Regions from separate parts of the Danio rerio genome. Here region 2 is linked to region 1. A link is a contact called in public Micro-C data. All regions are on one chromosome and are shown on one strand. The core of a region is the stretch at or near the end of the contact, and the rest is flanking DNA. Distances in the headings are between cores, read along the strand shown.

Region 1 (6,018 bases), core at 1,871-4,370:
ATTTGATGAACATGAATGAACATTAAAAAACAGGATTTGACACAGGGGTGAGACTGTCTGGAATCTGACTGAAATACATGTTGATAGGAAGTGTTGTAAATAGACAGTGTTTAATGACCAAAGTAAATTCCTATTCTAATATGCCCAATAATTGTCATTCTTTTATGCAGAGAACAACTTATCACAAACTAGACATCTGAATAAATTGCAACAGAAAACAAATATATTGCTATAGAGCTAAACTTTGCTATATGAATGGGCCATTTTCTCTCTTTTTTACTGTACATGTTTGGCAGAGCAGGTAACAACAGCTGCCCTTTACTCTAGTACCACTTCTGCTTTAGAGAGCATGCAATTAAGAGACATTAAGAGAAGCTTGCATTTAACAATACTTTAGTGTGTATTATGACTGTTAAGATGCTCCTCGCACAACGATCATGACCAGGAAGTCCTCTTCTGTTTTGGCAAGAGCTTTCGCAGAAGAATCTAAGAACTGCTGAGAGAAATCACATGGTGGAAATGCGTGCAGGACGCCAGTGTTGTCCTTATCTCTACTGCCGCCGACGGGCAAACTGATGACCCCGGCGGCCTGCTTTTGCTTCAGGTATGAAACCAGGTTGCGGAGAGGCCTCTGCGTGGATGCTGCTGGGTCTGATGATGAAGTCTCCTCAGAGCTGCCTGGAACTGCCAGTAGAACTGCGTAGCCTCCTGGGCCTGCCACTTTGATGCGCCGAGACACCTCGTCGATCTTGGGCTGGTCTAGACGAAGCCGTTGTGTGATGCGCAGCTGAGAGACTTTTCCACCCGTGCTGCCGTCGATGAGAAGGCTGGTGGCGACGCTCAGGTCCCCCTCCAGGAGGTGCATGCTGGCTGGGAAGTTACTGTTCTTGAGGAGCAGCATGCCATTCCAGGCCATGCTCAGCTTCCCCCCTGCGTCCTGTTTTGAAGCTTGGTTGCTTTTGGAGCTGCTTTCGGATCTGTCCCTCTTGGATGCACCTTTAGCTGAATCGCCCGCTTTGCGCTTTCGTTCTGCAGGGCTTGCGCCGATGCTGGACTCAGAGAGGTTGCTGTTGCTTTTGATGCGTTTCTCACCGGGAACTCGGTCCAGGCTGCTGCGGCTCTCTCGTGCTGGGGACACCCGGTCTGCTCTCGCTGGACGCTCAGAGTCACTGAAACGTCCGTCTCGGCTGCTGCCGCCTGGGCTGCCCTCAAGCGACGGGGGTCTGCGACGGCGGGCCGCCCACTCACTGCTGCTGTCAGGCGAACACTCCAGATGTCTGCCGTCCTCCATGAGCCGCCGTTTTCGTGCAGCTTCTCTGCCTGGCAGCTCTCGCTCCAGTGACCAGGCCTCTCGCCGTCGTTCACGCTCTAAGTGTTCAAGGGGCTCAAATGCAGGAGTTCGTACACGTTCACGAATAGTAGGTGCTGGCCACTCAGCCCCAGCATAGAGTTCTCTTTCTCTGAAGTGCAGTGGCGGAGGAGTCCGTTCTCTGACCCTGATGGCTTCAGGGGTGGCACGATGAACGAAAGACTCAGCCATGATTTCATAATGTTGCAGGGGGAGGGGCTGCAAGAACTGTTGTTGGTAGCGATGCTCTGTGTCAGCAAAGTCCACCCTCAGCCTCCTGTCAGGACCACCAAGAGGAAATCCACGCATGTGTGTGCAGGCTGCCTGAGCAGCGTCCAGGCTTTCATACTGAATATAAGCCCAGGTGTCCCCTTTTCTGTAGTCTATAGTCCTAATAGTTCCAAAGCGGTCAAATTCCCGGGCTAATGCAGTCAGAGGCACCCAAGGGCCAAGACCACCCACCCATAGTCTTGTGGTTGGGGTGGCTTTACCATATCCAATTTTTATGGGGTTTCGGCCCACAACTTTCCCAGACATGCTAATTTTAGCTCTGTGAGCCATGTCCAAATTCTCAAATTTAAGGAAGCCATAGGTGCTGCTCTGGCCACGAGTGGGTCTTTTAATGTCCACCTCAGTGATTGTCCCAAATCGTTCAAAAGCCCTCCTCAAATCGTTTTCAGTCACAGTAATATCCAAGTTACCCAAAAACAGTGTGCGGTTGGCTCTCTGGTCGTCCTCTGGAGAGATAAAGTCCTCCTCACGGAAAGGAGCGGCTCGCTCTGCTATGTATGCGGGCCGCGCCCTCGCTTCATAAAAGGCAAACTCTCTTTCTCTTTCCAGCTCTCTGGGCAGAGGCGGGGGTGGGGGAGGAGGAAGCCGACCCAGTGCTAACTGCTGTAACCGGTAGTCCCTGTAGCCCAGGCCGGTTGGAGAGAGCGGCCTCTGAGTATGCAAATGTCTATGGCCTGCAACAACAGAGAAATGATCCTCCTTCACCGGAGAGCGACTCCTCCGCCTGTTCAAGTAAACTGCCTCGATTTTTAAAGGACGGTCGTAGAGCACCAGCCGGCCTCGTGCGTGCTTTGCCGCCCTGGCATCATCCGGTCTCCTAAAGTTGACGAATGCGATTCTCTCGTCGTTCACTCGGCTGATTTTGACGCTCACGTCACCAAATTTTTTGAATTCATGAAAGAGGCCGTCCTCGATTTCCTCGTCACTCAGCTGCGAGCCAAGCTCGCTGATTTTTAAAGTTTTGTACTCACTTTCGTTTGTGGGAAGCGGTGCGCGCGCCTCCCCGCGCGAGTTGGTGCGCGCCGCCTCTAAGGACAGACTCGAGGCGTGATTTTTGCCGCTTGAGCTCGCAACAGGGCTCGTGTAACCGTGGTTATTACCAGTCCGACTGGATACATGTCCGTCAAATTCCCGTCCGTCTCTTTTATCTCCAAGCAGTCCCCGTCGTGCAGAGCCCCCGTCGCTTTTAGACGAACTATTGCCGTTGTTGCTTCCTCCGCCAGAATTCGAGATAACCCCCATTTTCTTACTGGTCGGATGGCTTCCTCCCCTGTCTCGTATATCATCCAAGGCCCTTGAACGTTTTTTCACCGGCGACCGCTCTTTACCTTTCATGTTAGATGTCCTCTGGCTTCACGCGCCTAACAAAACACTTTTTTAACTGTAATGCTACCGCAACGTCAACGAATTTGCACGATAAACTGAATAAATTGTTCAGTGTCCCTGCGGCAAAACAACCGCATACGCCATCTTGTCAAGACTAAAACATGACCCGCCCGTCGACTTTGATTGGTTTGAATCTCTGAGAAACGACAGCGCTATTGGCTGATCCGTCTGTCAATCTAAAGCACTAGTACAGCGCCCAGTCTCGCTGTACACCATTTTAGCTTCAAAAGCCAAATGTTTACTATAGCCACTTTATAAAACACAGAGGTGACATTCAACTAACCACACATATAGTCTTTGAGAACATGTACTGCCAATATTATATTTGCTTCTTAAACCATATTTATTAATCATCTCGATAAATCTACAAAGAGTGCTTTGTATAGGCTATTTTTAAAATTAAACGGTGTTTAACTTTAATAGATGCTAAGAGTCTGAGTTTCACCTACATGTTATTTCTTATAAATTTAAATGAACTGTGCAATCTTTATAAAACGTAAGTAATCCAAATAAAAAAAAACTAAAACATTCTCGTTGTTCACTTGATGTCCAACAGATGGTGGTGTTTGCCTTTCACAGAGGTGAACGGACGTGAAAAAACAGCCTTTTAACCATGTCGGTCAGCTATAGATGAGCATTTTCCATGGGTTTTAGCCATTGGTTTTAGCCTAATAACTGAAATAATTTCTTAACTAAAACAATGCAGATCTCTGATTATATGCCCATGTCTGTGAATTTTTTTTTATGTTAAATTGTAAAAAATAAATAAATAAATAAATAAATAAAAGTAATGTTATTGCCTTTAAATTAGTTAAAATTTATCTTAAAACAATTTAGTGTTTTACAATTTGCATGCTTTACTCATACCCTCAGGGACCATTATAGTTTTAACTTATACAATTATCAATTCAACCATCAAAATTAAAAAAAATTACCCCCAAATTATTATTTTTTTCAATGAAGAAAAATAGGAATATATTTATAGGACAATGCTTTGAACTTAATACAAAAACGTCCAAAACCTTAAATGAGTGATAATAAAACAAAATACAACTATTTTAAAAACTTTATCATGCACATAAACACATTCATCCAATGTTGATTCACCAGAAGACAAATTGAACAGCCAACGTGTCATTTATTTATTTTTTACAATGCACAAACTGCATTCAAAATCAAACACTTTCTTGAGTATTTGAGTAGGCTACATACTTTGAAAACACGCCCTACATAATGAACATAGTATTGTTTGAACAATCTAGAACTACAAGATTAGCCATGTTTTAGTGTCACGTGCCCTACATCTTCAGTTACGTCACTTCACTGGCATTCACAGATCCTCTCATGTTGCCTTATGGAATAGTCCCTTGGAAGCACATTGCAGAATCTCACCAAAAGAAGTAGGTCATCTGAATACTTACTACAAGTATAATGAACCTCTTTGTTTTTTACTTACTATAACATAATACATTTCCCAGCTATGTGTTGCAGCTGGAAAAGGGATCCGCTGTGTAAAATATTTCGTCACCTTGGAATTATAAGGTTCTATCTGTGTTCTGAATGATTTTGAGATATTGAGCTTCAGAGTTTTTGCATTCCATAGCAAACAGTATGTGAGTGACATTTGTTTAGTTTTTTCAATAAAGTCTTAAATGTAAACAACATATAAAAAATCATCCCATGATGTAAATAAGTTGTCATTTAAAAATAATGTTAATAACTCAAGTTTGACAAAAATGTCAGAACCTTATAATTTTAAATTGAAAATATACTGGATAAGTTGGCGGTTCATTCTGCTGTGGCGAGCTCAGATTAATAAAGGGACTAAGTCAAAAGAAAATGAATTAATAAATGAATAACATAATAAAGAATGTGATTTCAGATGCAGCCCTGGACATTACTATTAAAGGGAGTAGTTCACCCAAAACTGCAATTATGTCATCATTTGCTTGTGCTTAACTTGTCACAAACCTGTTTGAGCCTCTGGTATCCCTTTTGCACATTTTTTGACTGTAAGTTGGCAACTATTTTTTATTAGAGCAGACTATTTGCTTAGTATCTGCTGATACTGCTCCACCAACAGACATGCTCTTGCCTATAAGAAACGTACATGTCAACTTCAGTGGTAAAGTACTGAAAAATTATATTACAGATAAAAATTGTTACAGATTTAACATTTTTTAAAAAAATCTTCTTTTGTGTTTAACAGAAAAAGGAAAACTCATAATGGTTTGGAATCACCAGATTAGCGTGAGTAAATTTTCCATTTTTTAGTGGGAATAACTCATCGAGGCAATTTCAAAGCAGGTATTGAAAATTTACTCACAACTGACTTGCCCACAAGTTCCAAAACTTTATCAGTTTCTTTTTTTCTTGTTGAAAAAAAAAAAGATATTTAGAAGAATGTCAGATACCGGTATAGCCAACAATTCACTTCCATGAAAGATGTATAGGCTACTATGAAAGGGTTACACGTTTACAACATTATTTCAAAATAAAGTGTTTGAAACTCAAACAGGCTTGTGGAAAAATAAAAAATATATATAAAAAAATAGCAGAATTTTAAGTTTTGTTAACTATCTCTTTAAAACGTGTGTATAGTTTTATCTTGAGTCTTTATCACCTACAGTACAACATTTAGAAGGCCAACTATCATCTTTGTGCGCATTTTTCATCCCCTCAGTTTCATAGTCGTATTTAGGAACGCTCCTTTTGAACTGTACTTCTTTATCACATCCTTTAATCTGGGATTTAATCAGTTTGCATGTGTAGCTGGAGTTGGCTCCACTTTCCCGAAAGATCAGGCAGGAATTTGAAGCTGTGGGTGTGGAGAGAGAGAGAGTTTCTGTCCGTTTCTTCTGTCCTCTATTGGAAACACATGTCAGCTCTCTCCAAAACACGGCACGGTCCGCTAAACTGGCACTTAATGCGATCCAGCGTTTCTGTCATCCTCTGTGCACAAAGGAAAGAAGCAGCACGATATCTTGCCCCAA
Region 2 (6,413 bases), core at 3,124-5,623, 38 kb after region 1:
GTCCATTGGGCCATGTCTTCTAGTGTTAATACTGTAAATTCTGACTTTAAAACGTTTCAAGTGAAAATAAGCTAAACACTGCATTGAATGCCACAAAGACCTGTCTGCTGTGGCTGTTAGCTAAACATTACGCTGAATGTTTTTTTCTGCTTATTTAAATGCTCCATTGCCAGGAAGCTTTGCAATGCACTCTCAAAACTTGATTCACGATTTGATTCAAGATTTAACTTTAGGTTTCAGAACTTGCAAACATTCTAATGGGAATTTATTCTAATTTAATTTCATATATGTGATATTAGTAAATTTGAAGCTAAACTCCAAACTTCATTCAGTTTGTTACATGTAAATATGTATTGGCTGTACGCAACCACATTATTGTAGCAAAAATTCACCACCTCTTTTTTCTAATCATTACAAAACAACATTGTAACAATATTTCACAGTGTCTACACCAGATCTGTGGCGCAATGCTGCTAAAAGCAATAAAACTATAATAAGTAACTGTCTACAAAAGACAAGGCACAACATTACAGGGCTAATCCAGACAGTAGACCGATTCCCTCTTTTATTCTGATGAAATCCAAGTTCTACTGACTGACACAGAAGACAAATAGATTTGGAATGTTCGATTTTCTAGAGTGCTTACAGTCACTGCAGTGCAACAGGTCAGCAGTCCCACAAAATAAAATCTCACATAAATCTGCAGGAGAAATGCACATGATTCTGACATTTTTCTGTACCTGTGTTTGCTTGGTTGGATAAGTTTCTCTTTGTATAATTTGTATAGTTCATCTTCACTTTGCATAGCACACACACTTCTTTGCCCAGAATGTTGTGGAAATCACTAACATGTACCAATAATTGGAGGCAATTTGGTGTTTATTCACATGAATGACTATTATCGAAGATGGAATCTAAGATAAGACCTGTAAGTTCCTGTGATATATATTCCAATTGTTTTTTCTTTTTAAAATATTTCCCAAATTATGTTTAACAAAGCAAGGAAATTTTCAAAGTATGTTTGATAATATTTTTTCTTTTGGCTAAAAGTCTTATTTGTTTTATTTTGGCTAAAATAAAAGCAGTTTTAATTTTTTTTAACACCTTTTAGGGACAAAATAATTAGCCCCTTTAAACTATATTTTTTCTCGAAAATCTACAGAACAAACCACTGTTTTACAACAAGTTGCCTAATTACCTTAACCTGCCTAGTTAACCTAATTAACCTAGTTAAGCCTTTAAATGTCACTTTAAGCTGTATAGAAGTGTCTTGAAAAATATCTAGTAAACTATTATCTACAGTCATTATGGTAAAGATAAAATAAATCCATAATAAGAAACAAGTTATTAAAACTATTATGTTCAGAAATGTGTTGAAAAAATCGTCTCTCCGTAAAACATAAATTGGGGAAAAAAATAAACAAGCGGTCTAATAATTCAGGGGGGCTAATAATTCTGACTTTAACTGTGTGTGTGTGTGTGTGTATATGTATTCATTCATTCATTTTCTTGTCGGCTTAGTCCCTTTATTAATCCGGGGTCGCCACAGCGGAATGAACCACCAACTTATCCAGCAAGTTTTTACGCAGCCCTTTTACGGATGCCCTTCCAGCCGCAACCCATCTCTGGGAAACATTCACACACACATTCACACACACACTCATACACTAAAGACAATTTAGCCTACCCAATTCAACTGTACCACATGTCTTTGGACTGTGGGGAACACCGAAGGCAGGGAGAACATGCAAACTCCACACAGAAACGCCAACTGAGCCGAGGTTCGAACCAGCGACCTTCTTGCTGTGAGGCGACAGCACTACCTACTGCGCCACTGCCTCAACTATATATATATATATATAAAAAAAAAAAAAAAAAAAAAAAAATATATATATATATATATATATATATATATATATATATATATATATATATATATATATATATATATATATATATTCTCAAGCAAGATATAAGAATAGGGAAAGTCAAACGGGGGAAGCCTAACATCTGGAACACACCATCAGCAAGCAACCTGTTCATTGTAAATCCATGCAAATAATAAAATTAAATAAAAAAATCACAAGCTTGTTGTGGGCTACACTTTTTTTTCCAGGAGTAAATTTAGTCTTGCACAAGACTTTTTGTAACTCTTCTCTTGTGTGTTTGGTTTTAAACCAGATGCATAAACATTTGGTTTTAAACCAGGTGATGTTGGAGATTTTTCCTATTGAAATGCTGTGCCCCCTACCGTCAATCCATTTTATGTTGTACACAAGACTGTAACTATATGACACCCCTGACATTCATGAAGTCGAAGAATTCAGAGATCTGACCACTTTGAAAATGATGAAGAGTGTTCCTCACAATTCAACCTTTTAATATATATTTTTTTACCCATTCAATAAAACACAATGTGCTACCCTAATGACCCAGGTGTATTTTCTTGTTTTTTTATATGTACACCTACAGTAGTTGAAGAGGATCAAAAAAGTTAAGACCAAAATAGGTGTTGTTCAATAGCTTAGCTCCCTAAAATTTTAGATCGAGCTCCTGCTCTATTATAGCCCCTCACGTCCACTACGCTTGATTAACTTTGGACAATTGATTATCCCTAGAATATCAAAATCAATTGTAGGCCATAAATCTTTCTCATATCTGGCACCTAAACTCTGGAGCAGCCTTCCTAGCACAGTTCGGGAAGCAGACACATTCTGACAGTTTAAAACTAGATTAAAGACACATCTCTTTGCATTAGCATGCACCTCAAACACAAATGCTTTTGAAATCCAAATCCTCTAAAGGACGGTTAGGCTGCATAATTTAGGGCAACCAGAGCCGGGAACACTTCCCAAAAGACATTATATTTGAATGGCATCTGAAATTATGTTAGTTTGTTTTTATTATTCCTGAGGTTTCCAAAATCCTGGACCAGGCTGTATCCTAAGCAACAGCTGTGGTGGTCATGGAGGAGTGGAGAGCATGAGACTGATTCCTGTGAGACCCCAGTGACAGACCAGTCTTTGCATTGATCCTAAACGGCCAGCATGTACACCAGCCGATGACCTCCCAGCTTCTCGACGATGGACGTTCAGCATTCTCAAGCCTTCTTTGCCTAGACTGCAGCTCTGCACAACAAGTTTGTCTAGAGGAAAAATGGTCATGCCCAACTAAGCCTAGTTTCTCTCAAGGTTTTTTTTTTCTTCTTCACTTTAGACAATTAGTGAAGTTTGTTCCTAGACGCTGTCGCCACTGGCTTGCTTGGTTTGGGACTTACTGAGCTGCGAATCGATGTATTTACTCTTAAGTGTTTGGACATTTAACAGTGAAAATTAAGCCACACTAAACTGAACTAAACTGTAAATAAACTCTGAAAACTGGACTGACACATTTTCAATTGAATATAATCTTCTATGTTAAGCTACTTTGACACAATCTACACTGTAAAAGCGCTATAGAAATAAACATGTTTGAACAAGAACTTTGGACAACTTTGATAAAAGTTTAAACCATACCAAACTTAGACTACTGTATATTCGCACTGCTTGTATAGTCCACTGTGGATGCATGCTCATGGATGAGTTCAACACGCTTTAAACATTCACCTTGTGCTATTGTACACTGAACATCTGTATGAAGAGAAAAACTAGGCTTTACGTGCAGTTTGTGGACATCCACAGATACTTCCAATGGCAAAAACTGAACACAGAACATGGATGACTGAAGTATACTTTGGAATTAAGGTCTATAGAGCCCTGGCTGTGACCCCTTGATGGCCGAGCACCCCCCAGACTGCTGTCTCCAAACGCAGTATCAGGCCTGCAGGACAGCTGTCCTTCTCCCCTTCTCCTCTCCCTCGCTCAACCCTCTCTCTCCCTAGTGCTTTCAAAAGCTCCCTGTGTCACCAGACTGATTAAAACAAACACCGCTCATATTTTGGTATCTAATCCAATTGTGCTCTTTTTCTTCAAACCGAGCCTGCAGCGCGTGGGGTATTGGGTGTCTGGGACCCCTGTGAGCCCCCCTCTTCTGTGGCAGGGCTTCAATTTCAAACACTCTGGGACATCGCATGGGGAGTCGAGCGTAAATAAAGACTTACAGCGGCTCTTTTGAAACAACCAGGTAGGAGTGGAAATATTTACCTTCTTTTCCTGTGCAACTTTATTTGGCTTTGGTGGCTTAAAATAGTGAGCAGCATTGGTGTTTGTGTATTTCGGGCATTTGTTGCCATCGGCTGCTATTAGGATAAAAGGAAGGCCTCTGTGACCCTTAGTTATGTGGCCAACCACTATGGGGGTGGATTGTAAGACTTAGCCCATGTTTATTGTTTTATTAAAAGGGGCATGTTGAGCTTGTGGGGTCAGGACTTTTCCTGATATCCTGCTTAAAGTAGTTGGACTCGCGCATGCAATGGCCCGAGCGGAAGGTCCACATGCAGTCATAATCACAGATACGGAGACTCAACATGTGGTTGTTGCTTTGTTTACCATCTGTATTAAAATCCCACAATCAGAAGTGTTCAGCTTGAGAGCTCACAAACTTGGCACCGGCTCTTGTTCAAATGAGTCTTCCTCTGCATGATGTGACCCTCGAATGTTGCCAGGTTATGACAAGAGCATTCTAGCATTCGACCCCCTCCCTCCACCAAAAGATAAACACATGGAGATTTAAGCTGTAACCAGAGCCGTTCTGAGAATTCATTCAAGGGTCAGCCACACAAACAGTGCTTTCAGATAACAGCCTCATCTCAAATATGTGGCTTGAGTTGCGCTTTTAGATGCATTATTGCATTATTGATTTAACTTTGTATCTGGCTTGAAGATCAGATGACCACATGCAGTAAGTTACCATAAATTATTTTAATTACAACTCCGCATTGTATTGTTGTTTTTGTGTGATTTGATTTGTGAAATTAGCTCATTACCATTGATTATATATAATAATAAATCAACAATACAGATTGTTTGAACACAGATCGGGACCTTGGTAATGTATCTTTCAATCATGATGTTTTTAGCACCATCTAGAGGAAAATCTCAACGTTAAGTGATGTCATTTTCTGTACTCTGGACCCAGTCCAGGTATTCAGAAGGCGATTATCCTTTAGATCTAAATATCCGCTGAAATGTTTGAGTTGCATATATTGATTTAGACACCATTAAGTTTAACTGTGAAAATTTGTATATGAACCTCATTCATCATGTAAGATATATATATATATAAAGTCTTTAAAGGCATAATTCATGAAAATTCTGTCATCGTTCGTTTGAGTTTCTTTCTACTGTTGAACACATAATATAATTGGGATATATTAAGAACTGGAAGGGCTGCAGTGGTGTAGTACAACCCCCTCACAGCAAGAGCGTTGCTGGTTCGAGCCCCGGCTTGGTCAGTTGGCATTTCTGTGTGGAGTTTGCATGTTCTGCCCATGTTGGCGTGGGTTTCCTCCGGGTGCTCTGGTTTCCCCCACAAGTCCAAAAACGTGGTATAGGTGAATTGGGTAAGCTAAATTGTCAGAAGTGTATGTGTGTAATTGAGTGTGTATGGATGATTCCCAGTGATGGGTTGCATCTGAAAGGGCATCCGCTGCTTAAAACATATGCTGGATAAGTTGGCCGTTCATTCCGCTGTGGCAACCCCAGATTAATAAAGGGACTAAGTCAAAAAGAAAATGAATGGGAACTGGAAGCCATAGTATTTTCCCCCTACCACTTAGTGTTAATGGCTGCTGGTTTCTAACATTGTTCAAAATATCTTCTTTTGCGTTCAACAGGAAAAAAATAACTTGAAGAAAATGTTGAGTAAATGTTTTAAAAAATGTTTAACTATTTAAAAAAAAAAATAATTAAAACCCCTCCTAATTCCCCTCCAAATCTCAGTATGAATCATTCATGTGTGATAGTCCAAAGGAAGCTTAGAATATCATCAAGTACTGCACACACACCCCACACACAAGCTGTTTCGGCCGTCTGGCAGATGATACACGAGCCACAGACTACCAAAATTCGTTTCACTACAGTCTAAAGCATTACAACACCTGTACATCATATAATGCTCATTTATAATAACATTAATAACAACAACATTAACAATAATGTACATAAATCTTACTTAACCCAATATTTTCAATAGTAAGTACAGTGCTTAGCATAATTGAGTACACCCCATTTTGAAAATGAATATTATCCATTTCTCAGTGATTATAGGCAGGTTTATTTAACAGATATATTTATTAAAATACTATTTTAGTCACCAAACATATTTAGAAATCGAAAGATAATACAATAAAATACAAGCAAAATATAGCAAGAATTAAATGTCAACTAAATAAAAAAACATTTAGTTTAAAAAAAATGTTTTAATTTAAATTTTTTTTAAATTTGTATTTAATATTTTTCTATAACATATAAGTT

The links. A called contact is a pair of places that touch in the nucleus more often than the background predicts.
Region 2: a Micro-C map of caudal fin shows a contact between it and region 1, with 8 times the contacts expected there. The contact joins the enhancer-like site here to the promoter of rbm15 in region 1. A contact is called at or near these places in 2 of 18 Hi-C or Micro-C datasets (caudal fin and an unstated tissue).

The regions. Positions count from the first base shown.
Region 1 is chr8:26,684,407-26,690,424 of GRCz12tu, forward strand. It overlaps rbm15 (RNA binding motif protein 15), which reads right to left and starts at 3,121. Exons shown (of 1, transcript XM_001335784.9): 1 at 1-3,121. The coding sequence starts at 2,974. The coding sequence ends at 413.
Region 2 is chr8:26,721,153-26,727,565 of GRCz12tu, forward strand. No RefSeq gene overlaps it. Among named protein-coding and RNA genes, the nearest start is that of alx3, 20 kb to the left of the region's middle. Within about 2 kb of position 4,374, at least 4 of the 62 cell types and tissues checked have an H3K27ac peak or open chromatin away from gene starts, as enhancers often do.